Linked DNA regions of Mus musculus: all the other regions are linked to region 3. A link is a contact called in public ChIA-PET and HiChIP or PLAC-seq data. All regions are on one chromosome and are shown on one strand. Each heading gives the region's core, a stretch centred on a gene start, on an enhancer-like site or on the middle of the called end of the contact. The rest is flanking DNA. Distances are from core to core; before and after follow the strand shown. Region 1 has its middle 39 kb from the start of Il12rb2. Region 2 overlaps Il12rb2 (interleukin 12 receptor, beta 2). Region 3 overlaps Gm38825 (a long non-coding RNA gene).

Region 1 (2,700 bases), core at 167-2,666, 230 kb after region 3:
GATTGCTTGAGCCTTGAAGCTTGAGGCTAGCTGGGGTACCAACTAGTGAGATCCCAACTCAATCACACAAACACATGACTCTACTTACCTTGCTTGAGGTGCATTTTTTATGATAACGGTATAGCTCTAAAATAAAACCTTTACTTCACAATTTACTGCTATACTTCCCTTTTTACCTTTTATAGTAAAGTTCTTAGGCAGACCATTTTGATATTGAGTTGAGGGAGCTCATGAGGCCTCACCCTCCCCGAAGATATATATGTAAAATTCATGATCGTTGGGGAAAGTTGGCATTTATTTATTATTATTATTATTATTATTATTATTATTATTAATTATTATTTTTACCATGAATGACACTTTATTCAGTCTTTTTCTTAACAACTGAAACTCTGGGAATTCAAAATTAACATTCTTGCCTGCGAGCTTCTTGTACACACCAGAAAAAGTTTCGACCTTGTGTTCCATGTTGCTCTGCTGTACTTTGTCTAAGTGAACTTTTATGAGCTGGTTGCCATCCGGTTTCACACGGATCCTCTTACCCACACTTTCACTTGAAAAGACTAAGTCCTCAAGGATGGCGTCGTGCACTGCTGTCAGTTTGCAGCTTCTGGGGCGCTTTTGCTTATTTTTCGTACGGCTTTTCCGGGTTGGCTTGGGCAGAATCCTCCTCTGAGCAATGAAGACTGCATGCTTCTCACTGAACATTTTCTCCAATTCACGAACTAGCCGGACTTGGATTTTCTGGAAAGATTTAAGGGGAGGAACTGGTACAAAAATTACGATAGATTTCCGACCACCACCAACTTCAATTTCCTTGGCTGCGGTGATGGTGAGTTCCTGCAGCTGCGCCTTGAGATCGGAGTTCATCTCCAGCTCGAGCTGCGCCTGAGAGATTCCAGAGTCGAACTCATCCAGCGTCTTGCCATTGAGCTTCACAATCTTGTCTCTCGAGGTGAACATGGCTTCGTCCTCACGGAGTGCCTGGCTTAGAAAGAGGGACAACTCTCACGAGAACAGCACACATCCGGGTGGCAGAAGGCATTTTCTTAAGTAGGGTAGCCATTGGTAAGTTGCTGATGCTCCTGTATTCAAAATACTCATGCTCCTTTGAGGAACTCTAATGAAACTTATTACATGATAAAAGACATGAAAGTAGATGGGGACCAGCAGGGATGAGGAAAAGAGGCAGCCGGAGTGGCAGGTGGATAAGAGATGATGACAGGGGGTGGATCTGATCAGACTACATTATATACATCTATGAAAAGGCAGCGCTGCAACCCATCGGGTATAAGTACAGCTAATATATACTAATGAAAATGAAAAAGTTGGAAGAAACATGTCTTCAGGCAGGATGTGAAAAGTGAAAGAGAAGACTCATCGACTGCCACACCTCGCACGCAGGCCCTGGTGTTGGACTACTCATGATTTCCTTCCTGTGCTCTGAGAGAAAGCTGCTAATTTTAGATTTGTCTTTATGGTCACAGTCAGTACTTATGGTTTCTTAGCTTTGTGTTGTTTTGCTTACCTTTTCCTTTTTCTGTTATACAGCTCATCAGGAATCTTCTTACTGCTCAGAGCAAAAATGGCTCATTTAAGATCACATTCCTAACATTTACTAAAGGCAAATCACAGAAACAGACACTAGCCTGTATTTTTGAGCGTAAGGGTGAATGGAATGTTTCTTCAGAGCCATGATGGGAAATCTACACATGCAAGGTGGAGAGTCACTATCTTGAGCTAGGATGACTATGAAATTAGTAAAATGGCTAAAAGGGCCCTAACGTGAAACATTAATTGGGATTTAATGGTTAACCTTGGCAGTGAGAAAGATACATAGTATCCCTCTGTCCAGCCTCTGGTAGCTCTCTGTAATTTTGCCCTAACTGTGGTATTCACAGAAGTTGTACAATCTAGTCATGAATCCGAGTCTAATTACTTTATATTAGCATCATGCTTTTTCCTCAGAGAGAGCGATGGTTTATTTTTAATCAGCTCTTATATGTTAAGTCAATAGTGTCTGCCAAGTGGGCAACAGTTGCCTTTAAAGCACATTTCTCTGCAACTGGCATAATTACCTCACACAGAGAGAAGCCTCAGCAGGACTTCATAACCTCTGGGTTTATAAAATCTAATTATGTTCAAAATACAATATTTTATTTTCACTGATCTCAGAAAGAGCCCAAACATGAACAAAGCCAGACTAACCACAGAGTAACTGGGGAGCAGTGAGGTCCTCTCTGCATCCAATCTGCCCCATGCCAGCTGTCTGAGGGAGAAGCCCCGCTTTGCTCAGTCATCATGTCACAGAGAAACGTGGGGGTATACTCTAGATAATCTTTTGGACCGGTCCACTTGACGTTAGGTAAAACCTCTATTTAGTCCGGCGGTTCAGGCTTCTCTAGGCCAAGCTCAGTCTACAGAGTGGAAGAGAGGTGCCCAGTCTGCTTCTCCATGCTGCGTCAGAAGCAGATGTAACTAAGAGTTGGGGAAAGGGAGGCCCAAACGTGCTCTCCAGTGTGTTCTCAGAAGGAAGTTTGTTTTCCTCGCCTTTACATTTTGGAATTTTGCAACTGATTGTGTTTGATAAAGAGGATAAACCACTAAAGTACATCTTTCAAAACCTCTGCGCTATTCCATAGTCATGGGCAGTCCCTCTATTTTAAAAAAGGATGATTGAAAATATAAGAAAAGAGGAAG
Region 2 (2,700 bases), core at 137-2,636, 160 kb after region 3:
CTTTTTAGTACCGTACAAAGCCCTTCATTCTCATTTTCTTCGGCCTTAGGCAAAGAGATAGAAGCATAACAATCTTTGAGCTTATTCTAGGGGTTGACAGTCATGATTTGTGAGCCAAATCAAGCCTGTTGTACAATAGCAAACAATAATAATAGCTTTGCATTTTAAAAAGGTTATAAAATGAGAAATATAATTTTTAGTTACACATTGGAAATTTGTAATATCCAAATGTTGATATTCATAATGGATTTTTCTTGGAATGCAGCCACGTCTTTGGCTGATGCCAGTGACTGCTCAGAAACATTAGTAACAACTTTTACTAATTGCAGAGACTATACAATATACAAAGCTACAAGTATTAGCTCTCTGTATCTGCAGATACACTGTTTGCAAACTCCCAAGCTTCACTGTGATGAAAGGTCTGAGATGTTAGAATAACTCTACACTTTGATTGTTCACATCCATCTTAATGGTGATAATAGTTAGTTAGTATATGATAATAGTATAACATATGATAGTATAACATATGAATGGATGAATGAAATGAATTAATGAATTAATGAATTTCCTAGCTTTTCGACGTGAGGAAGTGCGGCTTTAATGGACCTCTGAATCTCTCTCTTGGACATCTTTTATTCACCTGCATTGTCACCATGAAATGAAGCACTTCTTTGACACTCTGGCCTGAAGATAAGCATTCCATGCTTCCTGAGTTAACTTCCCAAATTAATGTATGGTGAGCAGAGAGCCACGTATACAGAAGAAGGCCTACTCATCATAGTGGAGCCTCCTGATAGGTGTTGTGAGTGGTGAACACACATAGATCTAGATACTTCTGAGTTCAAATTCATGAGTTTTCTCTTACTAGAAAGAAAATATAGCTTCGCTCCTAGAGTCGAGACTGCTTTGGATGGATGATGAGTTATGGACTGTTTCTCTGATTTATGGCACAGAAATTGACCTGGTTTCCTTTCTTCTCCCCTCCCTTAGTGGTCATTTCTCTGGAAGACCATGACTGGAGTCAAATTTACCAGCAAAGGAAGGGGCACACATGGAGCAAAGACAGCCTTCATGAAGGTGGGATGACACATAGCCATGCCTGGGCCACAGGGGATATCATGCTCCTTCCAGTTTTTAGAAGCTGAGGCTACAGAAAAAGAGCCATAAATCATTCACAGTTTCGGAGAGTAAAGTGCCTTACGTGTGACTAGACACTTAAAAGGGTTAAAAGGAAGAAGTGTTAGAAAAAAAATTTCACACGTTTGGGTTTGCATCAGTTGGTGTTTCAAAGGGAAACTGATGACAGAAGAGTGGTAAGGGGTGTAAACCACACAGCTTAAAGTAAGAGCAGAGTATAAGACAGCCCACAGAAAGATCAAACTGGAAAAGCAAGATGCAGGCATTGAAAGGAAGCAAGCGGGGCGAGCTGGGCCATGTTTCAGCTCTCTGAGTGCTTGTTCTGCTCTGAGCACACCAGCCCCACAGTGACTGGTGGCTTGTTTACAGCTTATTAGAGTTACTAGTTTGCCTTGGAGAGGTTTTAAATTGTCGGATAAATGCTAAGAAAATAAGAAAAGAAAATCCTTTTTGGGCACATCTAAGTTAGTCATTAATCAGTGTAAAATGACAAGGATTCATAAACCCCAAGTTTCTGTAGCTTGTAGCTCAGCCCCATGGGATGAAATTATGTAGCTTATCTAGACCTATTTACTATTTTGGATTTGAATATCAAATATGACTCATTTGAAAACTCTTACCAGCATTTTGCAAACAAAATCTAGTCCATGAGGTATTTTAAGAGAATATTACTTTACACTGGGCATGGTGGTCCTTGCCTTTAATCCCAGCATTTAGGAGGCAGAGGCAGACGTACCTCTGAGTTCGAGGCCAGCCTGGTGAATAGAGTGAATTCTAGACAGCCAGGGAAACAGACATACAGAGAAACCCTGTCTTGAAAAAAACAACATAAAAAATTACTTCAACTACATTAAATAGTGCAAAGAAAATCTCTGTGCAACAGAGGGATCATGTAGGTCAGAAAAAGAGGCATTCATCCACATGGTAGATAAATCCATTTTAAATATTTTCTTACATGGAGAAATACAGTTATTAGAAGACAAGAAGTTTATTGTTGAAACTCTGTATTGGGTATAATAGTCTCCTAGTAGGTATCAGGTCTCTTTGGGGCCTTGGATGCCACCAGCCCATTACTGTCAAGTGTCATCAGTTATGAAAGAACTTTTAAGAGGCTGGGTGTGGTGGCTCAAGCCTTTATTTAATCCCAGCACTGGGAAGTCAGAGGCTGAAGGGTGGTCTCTGAGTCTAAGACCAGCCTGGCCTACATATTTAGTTCCAGGCTAGCCAGAACTACTAGTAAGACCCTGACTCAAAACAAACAAAACCAACAAAACCAACATCTCACCCTCCCCCTACTATTAGAAGCTCAAGGAGTACAGGTCAACCACAAGGCTGCTTCTTACATATGCACACTCCACCTTTGCAAATAACGACTTAGGTGTTCACAATATTATAAAAATTCCAGCTGTGCACAGGGGTGGACATTTTTGATCACAACGTGTGGGGAGCAGAAGCAGGCAGATCATTTTGAGTTCAAGGCCACCAAAGTCTACATAGTCAGCCAAGTTCCAAGTCAGCCAGGGCTACATAGTAAGAATTTGTCTCACAAAACAAAGCTACAGA
Region 3 (2,700 bases), core at 27-2,526:
CACGTACTGTCCCAGGCGGACCCTGGACTCAGCAATCTGCCTGCCTTAGACAAATGAAACTTAGCTGGGTGGGAATCTCCTGTGATTACCACTCCCTAAATCTCTTTATCTCTGTCCTTAGTGTCTTTCTGTCAAGTGGCTCACAGCACAGCTGCTTCTGTTCCTTTAGATTCCTGAAGCCCCTCATAATTTGTATTTCATCCTTATATTTTGCATAGTTGAGAAATTGTATATTTTTTTTTAAGATTTATTTATTTATTATATGTAAGTACACTGTAGCTGTCCTCAGACACTCCAGAAGAGGGCGTCAGATCTTGTTACAGATGGTTGTGAGCCACCATGTGGTTGCTGGGATTTGAACTCTGGACCTTCAGAAGAGCAGTCGGGTGCTCTTACCCACTGAGCCATCTCACCAGCCCGAAATTGTATATTTTTGACCCATGTTTTTAGAGCTCTTTTTAAGGACTATCCTGAAGATTCCAGAATTTGCCATTTTGCTGAGACATTAGCCATATCTATGCTTCCCAGACAAACGCTGTCTCTGATTATCACGGGGTCATTAATGTTAACAGGGAGGACATTCCTCAGAGGAATGTGAAAATATGTACATTATTATACAAACAAACTCTGTGCCCACAGCAGACATTGACACTCACGGAGGCCCACGCATGCTGGTCCTGTCCCAAGGGCAGGAACCCTGTCATTCTGTCCCTACTAAGGCCATGACAGAATCACTGGTTTGCCCTGAATAAAGCGTATGTATTTATATCCACCCCAAATGAAGCAATATGAACAAGCAAGGCTCATCCCAGAGAGCTGCTTCCTTAAGGATCATTGTGGAAAGGCCTTCAGTTACTAAAGAGGTACACCTAAAACTCCAGAGGAAGGCTTTCTCTCCTCTAGACCTTCTGGTGCTTGGCTCTCCTGTTTGTCCCAGGCCACCTTCCCCTTCCTGCCAGGCTCTTAGATGCCCTGACAGGAAATATAGACCTCAGACCCCACCTCCTGCTTCCTGACTCTCTCCCCAGGAGGAACACGGGCAGCACCCAGGGTACTCAAAGAGGAGACCAGGAAGCACTGTGGACTCCCTATTTGGGACTTTGCCCTGCCTCCCCCTGGAGGAGTGTGGGAGACGCCTGGGCACATCTCAGCACAAAGGCAGGACACACAGTAGAACCTTCCCTCCTCCCGTTTCCGTCGAATTGACAGACACTGCAGCCTCTCAGAAAGCATTGCCTGCCCTGCTCACGCTCAGAGCAAAGCTCTTATGAAATAAGGCAAAGCTTTGCTTGGTATGGCAGGAGGAAGGACGGTTAGCGCCAAGACATACGTATGAGAAGATCAGTCTCCAGAGCATCAGAAAGAACACTGTTAGGTTTTGTATTACGGAGAAAACGCATGTCGGGTGACGGAACTACTTTCCTTGTTGCATCCTTAACTCGTTACTTTCCAGCCATCCTCATCATCAGTGAGTTCCTACACATCTGCCACAACATAATGAGCATCGTGGAAACAACTACCTTAGCAAAAGTAAGCTACAGAGATGATACCATTTCCTTTAAAGATAGTCCAATGCAGTCTTTGCAGAGCTCGAAAAAAAGCAATTCCAAGTATTTTTTGTGGAAACACAAAGGATCATATATAGATAAAGCAATCTTTTTTTTTTTTTTTTTTTTTTTGTTTTTTGTTTTTGGTTTTTTTCGAGACGGGGTTTCTCTGTGTAGCTGTTCTGGAACTCACTTTGTAGACCAGGCTGGCCTCGAACTCAGAAATCTGCCTGCCTCTGCCTCCCAAGTACTGGGATTAAAGACGTGCACCACCACCGCTGGGCTAGAGAAATCTTAAAGAGAAAGAACAAAGCTGCAGGTATCACACTTGAATTCAAACTATGATACAGTTTAACAGTAACAAAGAGAACCTGGTCCTGGCACAGAAAAAGACACACAGATCAACTAAACACAGTAGAGGACCCATACAGGAGTAAAACCACACAGCTAAAGCCACCTAATTTTTGACAGTCATCAAAAACATACAAAGGAGGAAAAAGAGCTTATTCAACAAATGTTACTGACAAGGCTAGACCTCTACTAACAGAAGAATGAAATTAGACCTATGCTCTCACCATGTACAAAGATCACTTCCAAGGAAATCTAAGACCTTGGTTCAAAACCTGAAGCATTGAAACCGCTAGAGGAAAACATGGAGATCACACATCAAGATAAGGGGTTTGAACAGGTCTCCAGTAACACAGGAAACAGTAACACATAGCGTTGCATGAAGTTAAAAAGTTTCTCCACAACAAAGGAAACTATCAGCAAAGTAAGCAAACAGCCCACAGAATGGGACAATACAGTTGCCAACTCTGCTTTGGATAGGGTACTAATGGCTAAAATGTATAAAGAGCTACAAAAATTCAATAGCAACACAAGCGAAGCAGCCAATCAACAAATAGGTTTATTGAGATGAATTTACTGTTCTCAAAAGGAAAAAGCACCAATAGCCACTAAGAATTCTTTTTAAATATTCAACATCAGAGAAATGCTAATTAAAACTTTGGGATAGCATCTCAGCCCTGCAAGAATGTTTGTCATCAAGGAAGCTGGGTCAGTGAAATGGCTCAGCAGATAAACTCCCTTGCTGCATAAGCCCGAGTTCCATCCCAGAAACTCCTGCTGAAAGACGAGCCCAAGCTCCTGAAAG

Evidence for each region. ChIA-PET counts read pairs in DNA pulled down with a chosen protein or histone mark. HiChIP or PLAC-seq counts read pairs in DNA pulled down with a chosen protein or histone mark.
Region 1: an RNA polymerase II ChIA-PET map of memory CD8 T cells shows a contact between it and region 3, with 41 read pairs. The contact joins two enhancer-like sites. A contact is called at or near these places in 2 of 484 Hi-C or Micro-C datasets (CD4 T cells and nephron progenitors), 4 of 115 datasets of contacts at active chromatin or transcription factors (the 230-238 cell line, bone marrow-derived macrophages, large pre-B cells and 1 more) and 1 of 9 other capture datasets (embryonic stem cells).
Region 2: a contact with region 3 is called in an H3K4me3 HiChIP or PLAC-seq map of the SCID.adh cell line, with 2.4 times the contacts expected there. The contact joins two enhancer-like sites. A contact is called at or near these places in 2 of 484 Hi-C or Micro-C datasets (CD4 T cells and group 2 innate lymphoid cells), 3 of 115 datasets of contacts at active chromatin or transcription factors (the SCID.adh cell line, embryonic stem cells and memory CD8 T cells) and 2 of 9 other capture datasets (embryonic stem cells and liver).

The regions. Positions count from the first base shown.
Region 1 is chr6:67,414,050-67,416,749 of GRCm38.p6, forward strand. It overlaps the pseudogene Gm4761. Among named protein-coding and RNA genes, the nearest start is that of Il12rb2, 39 kb to the left of the region's middle. Within about 2 kb of position 1,417, at least 35 of the 459 cell types and tissues checked have an H3K27ac peak or open chromatin away from gene starts, as enhancers often do. A contact at or near this core is called in memory CD8 T cells, where this site is marked.
Region 2 is chr6:67,346,900-67,349,599 of GRCm38.p6, forward strand. The region is part of intron 7 of Il12rb2 (interleukin 12 receptor, beta 2); the gene reads right to left. Among named protein-coding and RNA genes, the nearest start is that of Il12rb2, 28 kb to the right of the region's middle. Within about 2 kb of position 1,387, at least 37 of the 459 cell types and tissues checked have an H3K27ac peak or open chromatin away from gene starts, as enhancers often do. A contact at or near this core is called in the SCID.adh cell line, where this site is marked.
Region 3 is chr6:67,182,640-67,185,339 of GRCm38.p6, forward strand. All of the region lies in intron 1 of Gm38825 (a long non-coding RNA gene), which reads right to left. Among named protein-coding and RNA genes, the nearest start is that of Gm38825, 2.7 kb to the right of the region's middle. Within about 2 kb of position 1,277, at least 53 of the 459 cell types and tissues checked have an H3K27ac peak or open chromatin away from gene starts, as enhancers often do. A contact at or near this core is called in the SCID.adh cell line and memory CD8 T cells, where this site is marked.